Regions from separate parts of the Hordeum vulgare genome. Here region 2 is linked to region 1. A link is a contact called in public HiChIP or PLAC-seq data. All regions are on one chromosome and are shown on one strand. The core of a region is the stretch at or near the end of the contact, and the rest is flanking DNA. Distances in the headings are between cores, read along the strand shown.

Evidence for each region. HiChIP or PLAC-seq counts read pairs in DNA pulled down with a chosen protein or histone mark.
Region 2: a contact with region 1 is called in an H3K4me3 HiChIP or PLAC-seq map of embryo, with 5 times the contacts expected there. The contact joins the promoter of LOC123427006 here to the promoter of LOC123427005 in region 1. A contact is called at or near these places in 3 of 6 Hi-C or Micro-C datasets (leaf and seedling) and 1 of 1 datasets of contacts at active chromatin or transcription factors (embryo).

What each region holds. Positions count from the first base shown.
Region 1 is chr2H:527,013,071-527,017,536 of MorexV3_pseudomolecules_assembly, forward strand. LOC123427005 reads right to left here and starts at 1,924. Exons shown (of 6, transcript XM_045110934.1): 1 at 1,644-1,924. The coding sequence starts at 1,909.
Region 2 is chr2H:527,191,211-527,195,676 of MorexV3_pseudomolecules_assembly, forward strand. LOC123427006 (beta-1,4-mannosyl-glycoprotein 4-beta-N-acetylglucosaminyltransferase-like) reads right to left here and starts at 1,912. Exons shown (of 2, transcript XM_045110935.1): 1 at 1,390-1,912; 2 at 1-248. The coding sequence starts at 1,455. It overlaps LOC123428599, which reads left to right and starts at 2,942. Exons shown (of 4, transcript XM_045112821.1): 1 at 2,942-2,947; 2 at 3,045-3,343. The coding sequence starts at 2,942.

The DNA of each region.
Region 1 (4,466 bases), core at 674-3,173:
AATGATACATGATATAGATCCCACTCATCTCAACAAAAAGCTGTCTGCCTTTTTTTAGATTCACAATGTAGCAACTAAAGCTAAATGGAGAAATATGAAAGGATCTTTACACAGAGAGACATCTATCTGAATTCTAGGTTCAGTCATAGGATATTAACTGCAGTAAGCAGACTTAAAGCCAACTAATCAAGAATAGTCATGTTCCTAGGATTGAAGATAATCAATTATGTACTGATTCTGAAAAATCTGATAGATTAACACTTGTTTGCAGATATTTTGCCTTGCATTGCTATTTCCAACGTATGCAGTCAGCTTGATGCAGAGCATGCCCTGTTTCTCTGTTTTATCCCCTGTTTCTGAAGAAAAGAGAAGCCTGATGCAGAGCATGACCACTGATTGATCTGAACAGAAAGTGACTTAAACAACATGCATTTGGTGGCAACATGTCCGGTCATGATCAGATATTCATATTGGCAGAATGCAACCCACAGTTTCCAGCGAGAAACACTGGAAATCACCACGCCACACTGAAACCTGCAGCTGTCATTTTGGTGCCACTGCAAGCAAACGTAAACCTGGAGGCTGAACAGAGGAGTCCTGAATATGCATTTCCACTGGCAGATGGAAAGCCCAGCACCGAACATGTTCGAGATGGCATACATAAACTTCTTCTCTCATCCACCCACCGGTAATATTTCTTGCAACGAGGTGCGATGCTTCAGACATCAGTAATGAACCTGAACGCCGCGCCTGCAGTCCTGCACCATCAGATACTAGCAGCAGCAGCAGCAGTTGGACGATCCACACATTCAGCAGCGCAAATCAGCGATCTCTGGCATATGATGAAGCAGAGCACGGTCACCACGAGACAGACAAGTGCCAGCGAAGAGCACCACGAGATCAGATCAGTCTGTATTCCCTCTCTGCACCACAAGAACAGAACGGAACGGAACGGAACCCTTCTCTGCTTCCTTCGAGGGGTTGGCTTCTCCTCCGCCAGCACCAGCTCAAGCACACTGCGAAGCACCTGCACTGACGCTGCAACGACAAGTACAACCACGCCGGATTCACCACGGCGGCGCGGCGGCGTTACCCTTCTCTGTCTCTGTCTCTTTTTTCCCTTTTTTTTTTTGAGAGAGAGAGAGAACTCCTCTGCTTCTTCCTTCGAAAGGAAGGATCCTCCCCTCCAGCAGCCCACCACAGACAGCCCCAAAACCTCCAGCACTGTCACTGTAGCAACGAGCGGGAGAGGAAACCGGCCGGAATCGCGTCGGCGGCGTTCAACCGGGTCTGCTCTCCGACGATCTCGCGCGCATTCGCCCGGTCAGACCGACGTCTCCTCTGCCGCGCGCTCAAGCTCCGGAGTAACATCAGCATCCTCTGGCCTCCTCCTCCAAAACCACGCACCGGAATCCACCGGCCGGTCGCCGATCAACCGCGACGCCCCTCCTCCGGATCAAAATCGAAACCCTCCCCACCCCATCAAATCCCCAGCCCCCTCGCAACACCGGATACCCCAAACCGCGTGCAGAAATAAAGCCAAAAAAATAAATCCAGAGCATGAAAAAAGAAATCCCGAGCAAGAAAAAGAGAGGGAGACCTGGTCAGATAGTAGAGACGGAGCCCAGGCGCGGGTCACTTACTCGTCCATGGCGGGCGCCCGGCCGCGCTGCGGAGGTTCGGGAGTGGCGGAGTGGTGAGGGAGAAGGGAGCGGACGAGCATCCGAGGGGGGTGGGGAGGGAAACTTCCGGGCGGGTGTCCGAGCCTGCCGTGCGCGCGCCCTTTAAATAGGCGGAGGCTGTGACCAAAATGTTTTGCCCACGGCAACAAGCAAGCGAACCCCACCCTGCTCTGCCTCCGCGCCTCCCTAGGGTCGGGCGCAGGCTCGGCGTGGACTCGGCTCGCCATGGTTGGCAGCTTGCTCTCAGATTCTTTTCCCGCGAGAGGAAACTTTTCCTGGATGCTTTTCGCGATCAGCACTTTGCACTAACCCTAAATGAGAGTAGTATATCTGGATGATCCATTGATGTGTAGTACTACTGCGATGGATGTGCTGCAAAATAACCCTAAATCGATTCCTTGTGAAATCATGTTCAGTTGTACTACATCGGTCCACATGGCCTCGCTGAGGTAAAATGCTGACAAAAGGAGAACTTTCCGGGTTTTACTGGATTATATTGTTTTCACGGGATCAGGACGTGTTGTCTTTTCTAGCAGATCGGAGGAACTGTATACTTGGGATTTACAGCTTTACTGAACTCAGGATGGATCTTGTCAAGATTTCGTTCATTTATGCGCACAGATGCGTGAATCTTTTCTCTCCTCCATTTTTCATCTTCTCTTGGTCAAACTGTACAAGATCGCCTTTTTGGATCGGGCAAACTTCCCAATAGATTTCCCAAACATGGACACTATCAGGCATGCTAGTATCAGGCATGCCATCAGGCATGCACGGCCAGTAGGCCGCCCCAAGGACCAGCCTATCTATGTGCACCCGGTGGGACCCACGCATCCCGCCCTTGTTTCTTTGCATTGCATCGCCGTCGCATCAACAAAGCGGCGTCCACTGATGTCTTCCTCTCCAAGGCAAACAAGGTAAAAGGCCCCACCTGGTTCCTCTTCCGAGGCCCGACGTGTCCCCCCAAACGTGGAACCACGCGTACACATGCACAGTGGGAGAGGGGGTGGGGTGAGGACAGAGGTGACTGGCATGCCACCCTGAATCCTGTCGAGTCCTTGCTGCCCAAGTAAAAAAAGGCTCTGTGTGGAGTACTCTTCTTTCTTTTACGCCATTGTTTTCTTAGACAATTTACACCATTGTTTGTGTTTTTGTTTTTTTTGAGAAACGACATTGTTTGTTTAGGCGGTCCCATCCAGGATGGATCCAACAGTTATCCGTGCGTCAAGGCCCAGCCCATTTTTGTCTGGTGGGCGGGGAGTAAGAAGCAAGCGACGACTTTGTGTGTATGGTGGGCTCGATCCGTGCCCATTTCCGTTTTGCTAGTCTGCATTGCGTCCCTAAAACTAAGCTCGACTTTTGTGTACTGAGTGACAGTGTGTTTCTTCTGGGGGGAGCTTTCGAGTCTGATCAATGTAACAAGGACATGGGATGCCTGCTGCCGGTACATGTATTTATAATCATCTGCAGAAAAGATACATGCATTTAATTGAACGGTGACATGACACTTGGTTTAACTCCTGCCGAAGACCAAGGCCTCCACAGTCCACGCCATACACCGTCGTAAAACTGAATATTTCGTTCACTACGTACGTATCCCTACGCCTGTACTGTCCGCTGGGTCTATGAAAACCAAATTACTCGCTGCTACCGCCGGACGAGACAGCACGCGGCAACACCTACGCGTGCCAAATCCCCTGCATTTTCCACCTGCACAACCAACGGCAGCGCGGCGGCCGCAGAGACACCGCTGCCTCCGATCCCAAAAGTTTTTTTTTTCTTTTGCGTCGATAAAGTCCAGTCAACTTGACTTGAGGCGACCGTGGTCAAAGTCTCGACATGGCTTGCGTGCAGGTTTGCTTTACTCGGTTAATATGATATGATCCCTCAAACCGTTCGCGGGCACGCCCGATCACTAAACCGGTCGTACCCATATTTGCTTTCGTACATTCACGTATCTCAAATTTCATTCCTAATTTTGAAGTCATTTCAACAAACACTTTATATGCAAACACATATAGCAACACGGCAGTGACCGGACCTTCAGCGCGAGTAGCATCGACGGTAATGACGGCAAGCTGCATGGACCCCCAACGCAAAGTAGCAACGTCAACAGTGCATGTACGGAGGCGACTAGCTGCATGCCGCGCGCACGCCCCTCCCGCTCGCGGCCGCGGCAGCGGTCGACCGGCCGGCCAGCCAGCCAGCACCAGCACGCGCATGCGCCCGCCCGCCCGCGGCTGCCAGTGCGCCCGCGCCCCGCGCTCTAGCTACTTCAACACTAGTGGCGCACATGAGGGGGGATTAAGAACAAGAGTGTATATTTAACATCGGATCTGGCTGATTCTCAATTAGCTAACAAACCGATTTCTTGCATCCCCTGAACAGCATCCCCCCTACGGTACCGAACAGCCGGTGTCTGCTTTTTCGGCATTGGGCATCTTTGTGTCTGATTTGTCTCTCTTCAGTTTTCTTAGCCTTCTAGGTTTTCCTCTCTCATTTCACAGGAAGGCATTGGTACAGATCAGCAGGAAGGATCGCACTGACCTTAGACTCAAGACAAGAAGCACAAACAAAACTGAAATACTGATAGAAAACCAACACGACTCGTCTCAGTCAAGTGCAGTTACGGCACCAACTCTAGTCTAGACAACGGCACCTATTCGACCCCCATGCCATACACACCCGCCGTGTCCGTACGTGTCTGGCAACAATAAGGAACAAACTGAAAGAAGAAAAAGGAAACTGGTAAACAAAAGAGTAAAAATATTATACATGTGAGTGCGG
Region 2 (4,466 bases), core at 662-3,161, 180 kb after region 1:
TTCCACCCATGTAACTTGCAGAGGTTCTCCATGGTGACATTCTCATTGTAGTAGTGAGGGATTATCTTGAAGGGCTCGGGCGGAGATTCCCAGATTGGCCGGAGGAAGTATGTGACCTTCTGGCCATGCTTATATATTATTAACATTACCAGCGGCACACCAATGAAGAGAGCCAGAAGTGCCCTGATATCAAACCCCCGAAGCGCACACTTGAGCCTTGACATGGCCATAACTGCCTTTGAGGTGGGCTGCAAGTGAATGAATGAATTCATAAGTTAGATAAGAAGGCAAGAAAGCAAAGAATAGACACAAGTAAATTCATCATGAAGGAAATACACCAACTGCTCCAGGCAACTATTTAAAAATTCAGCCACATACATGTATACTCTGTAAAGTCCATCTATCCCTAAAGCAGGAACAAACACATGCCTACACGGCAATAACCGAAGCCTGCTTGCCAAAAGGATATAACATCCCAAAGCAATTGCCGAACATTCTCTTTTCACAACAAGTTATGCTACACCATAAAAGGTTGCATGAAAAGGTAAAACTAGTAAACTACTGCTGTACTAGTAACGAACCGATGAAGAACTGGTGCCAGAGCTACAAGCACAAATCCAAGAGGATAATGACAACATTCAGTCACAAATAATGAAGGGCGAGGTTGGCAGGATTATGCAAGACAGCAACAGCTGAACCTAGAGCGCTGGGAAATCAAAATGTGCAAGCCATAATCGTACGAAGCCAGCTTTGTCAGCAAGAACGCTAGCCACAGACATACCGGTACTGGTAACTAACCAAAAGCTGCCCCTTTTCCTAACCAAACAGGGGTCCAACGGTCCACCGCAAACCTGCAATTTTGCAGAGCAACGAAGGTTTCACAGCACATGTGCTCGCGAACGAAGCAAGAAGCAGAGAAGCCCCGTGCTCATCGCGAGAAATATCACTACTCCAAAAACCACGCAGCCCAAAAACACGCAGTTCCGACACGTCGACAGATTCTACCTCCGAAAAGGCGTGAAGAATCGGAACTCCGTAGCTCCACCTAACAAAGTAACAATATCCCCCCATCATCCGAAGCAAAAGCATGGAAGAGCACACGGCCTCCCTCCTCTGTTCCTCCCAATCCCAACCAAATTCCGACCGGCATCATCCCAGCAGAAAACCGGAGCTTGGAAAAAAAACAAATATAGCAGCAGCAGCAGCAGCACGCATCGACGACGGCACGAGGACCGAATCGAGGCGCGAGACGGCGAGCATGCTGCGCGGACCTAATGCTCCAGGCATCCCGATAAGGGAAGCACGCATCTCTGGGGCCAGGGAATCAACCCCCGGCGGCGAACATGGCAGATCTGGGCAGGGGAGGGGAGGGGAGGGGGAATGGCTTACCTCGCCGCAGACGCTGCTGCAGATGCCGTCGTCCTTCTTGTGGGTGTAGCGGCTGGCCTCGGGCATCTCGGCGGCGAGGAGGAGCCCGCCGCCAGAGCAGGCGAGGGGGCGGGGGGTAAGAAGCAATTCCCCTCCAAGGCGGCCGCGCGCGGGGCGGGGGCGGGGCCTCCTCCAATGGCGCGCGAGCCGACGGAGAGAGGCGCGGCGCGCGCGCTTCGGCGGCCGGAATCTCCCGGGCGATCGCCGGCGGGGAGGTGGCGCCGCTGCGCGCGGGGGTGGCTCCGGCTCCGGCTCCGCCCCGGTGGTTGGGTGGTGCGTGGCTCTGGGCCTCGGGGTCCCTTCCCGTTACGGGGGTCTCGGTCGGGCCGTGGTGTGCTGGTGTTGGGGATAATTTACTCGCGGTGCGCGACGGAGTGAAGTTAAACGTGGTGGTGGGGGGTGGAGGAGTCTGGGGGGTGCCGAGCCTCCTAATTATAGCCGTTTGGGTGGCGATTTTGTCCGCGCAGCCGGCAGCAGGCCTCGTGCGCCACGCACAATGTTCCTCTTCCTCTTCCTCTTGAGACTTGGGATGGGATGGGATGGGCATCCAACGAATATGCTTCCAAGCATCACTGTTTCTCCATACCTCACAAAAAGGAGACTATCACTACTATACTACTAGTGGTATATTAGTTTTGCCAAGGATTTCTTTTCTTGAAATATATTTATTGTTTCTTAACACAAGGCTTACTGAAAATACCAAAAAAAATTCTGTAACCATCCAAATCCAACCACAGATTCACGAAATCTATCTACCGTGATAATAATGTCTAAACGCGTGGCGTCTGGCGCGTATGGATGTATTCGCGGTTCCCGTTCCTTGTTTTGCTTCCGGTCAAGCAGTTTGTTGTACTACTGCTACGAAGGCTAGTTCATAAAGCCGGCCGGCTTTCTTGGTGGGGGAAAGCCATTTTCTTTTTATGCGTGGACGACGTGGTTGCTAAAAAGGATCCGGATATGATTGGCATCCATCCAGCTCATCGTAGTTCCCTCACCAAGGAAGGATAACGTAGAACCAGGGATCACCGGGAGGCATCCGGCCATGTTTCTGTTTTGGTTTGCTGCTACCGGCTTCAGAAAGAACTTTATGATGCACAAACAAACAGATTAAAGTGCAGGTCATCCATCTTCCTGGCGTGCGTCCGCGCCCACCGACCCGAACCGGGACGGACAATTCATCGGACGCACGGCTCGCATGCACGCACCGCATCGTGTTCCCGAGACGCAAGTGCGACCGTGCAGGGCAGGGCAGGGCAGGGCATCTTCTCTCTCTCTTCCCTGCGGACGTGACGTGTGGCATGCGATCCAGGCGATTCTTGGACGGGATTCCCGGGAAGCCGTGTATTTCCCCATCAGTTATTACGTTGAGACAACAAGCATGGCATGGCATCATCCGGAGGATGGTTACGCGTAGCCGCACGCTCGTTTACTGCTGACCCGGTGCTGATTTGGACGGCGCGCACAGTGCACCTCGATCTTTTTGTTGGATGCTCAACTGTTGTTTTCCCCGTACATGCAGGTTTGAAAAGTCTCCCACGCACAGTACGCATGGATTATCTTCTACTAGTGATGATAAACGAAGGGGAGATACACGAAAATGAAAAAAGAGGCAACAGATATTGAGTGGCAAAGCGAGAAGTGGCCGCTGTGTGCTCGAACGGCGTGCCCCTGCCTTGCTCGACAGCAGCATATTTTGTTTTCAGTTTTCAAAGGTCTCTCGCGGCCGGCTACGAGAAAGATGCTCCTCTCGTGCGGAAGCCACGCCCGCCCAAGAAGAAACGGGCCGATCCCGCCGGCCGGCCGGCCGTCCACGCTTCCGGCGACGGTTGCTTCGCTCTCGAGCCGGACGAAAAGCGCCGGACTTGACGAGGGACGTCCACAGCTGGACGGACAGCGCCCATGCCAAACGGTTACGGTAAAAAATAATCTTGGACTGCAAGAAAATACTGGCATGTCTTTGTTTGGTCTATTTGGCATTTGGGTGCCCCGTTTCTCGCCTTCGTGCCGAAGCAGCAGCTACCTTCCAGGGGTTCCCGAACAAGAACATCGTATTCGTTGTTTAATTTGCCTCCTCCAATGTTACATGCAAATGAGAGTGGCATCGAACAAAGCAGCTGCCGCAAGATGCAATGACGTGAACTGGCCCCACTGGATTTCGGTGTTTTTCTTTTTTGCTAATACGTGTCTCAATTATTCTCTTTGTATCTAAATACTTGTAGTTGAAGAAAAAATACTGTAGTCTATTCCTCTGTCACTATCTATATCTATACCTACCTAATAATAAAGCGGTTATTGCTTCCGTCGGAAAACCCACCACGATATTTTTATTAAAAAAAACCTTGTAATTTTTGTGATAGGTAGAATCCCTGCCCTAATATTTCTTAATAAAGAAAAGTTCTGTACCATCACCGATCGTTGCACGAGTTGACGCTCAATGGATTGACATGATGCATGCTGGCCAGGTGAAGGAGCCCGTCGTCAATAGATAGCCGGACGTGACGGGAGCTTGCACGCAATAACTCAAATATTGACGTTGACGCATGCATGCATGTAAGCAAATTGACGGGCGAGGGTTGCTGTCGTGTTCAGTACACTTGTCCACTAGCCGCGCTCATCTTCCCAGGCAGTCCTGAAATCTTAAAAAAAGATCATTGGTGCGACTCCACGCCATCAAGCTCGCCCGAGGAGAAACGAGATCTCCTCCGCTCCCTCGTCTGTGAGTCTCATCGAAATCGAGCTCCTGGAGAGGCAGGAGCTTGCCTCGCTACCTTGGTTGCGCTGGTTGCCGGTCGCCGGCCACCGCACTTGCGCAGTTACCTCGAGTGCCTCCAAGCGACACAGATCTAAGGTAGGAAGGGACTTTGCGTGGAAAGAGAGAGATGAAGACTTAGAGAGACGATGCATGGACAAAATCGCTGGAAAGAGAATAACGGCAGACAACCAACCGTCAATAGCCTATCCATCTTAGCATCAAACCAAAACAAATATGGTTCCCACGAAGGGGCGTGCGGTGTGTAGCAAAATTGACTGCGTGATGT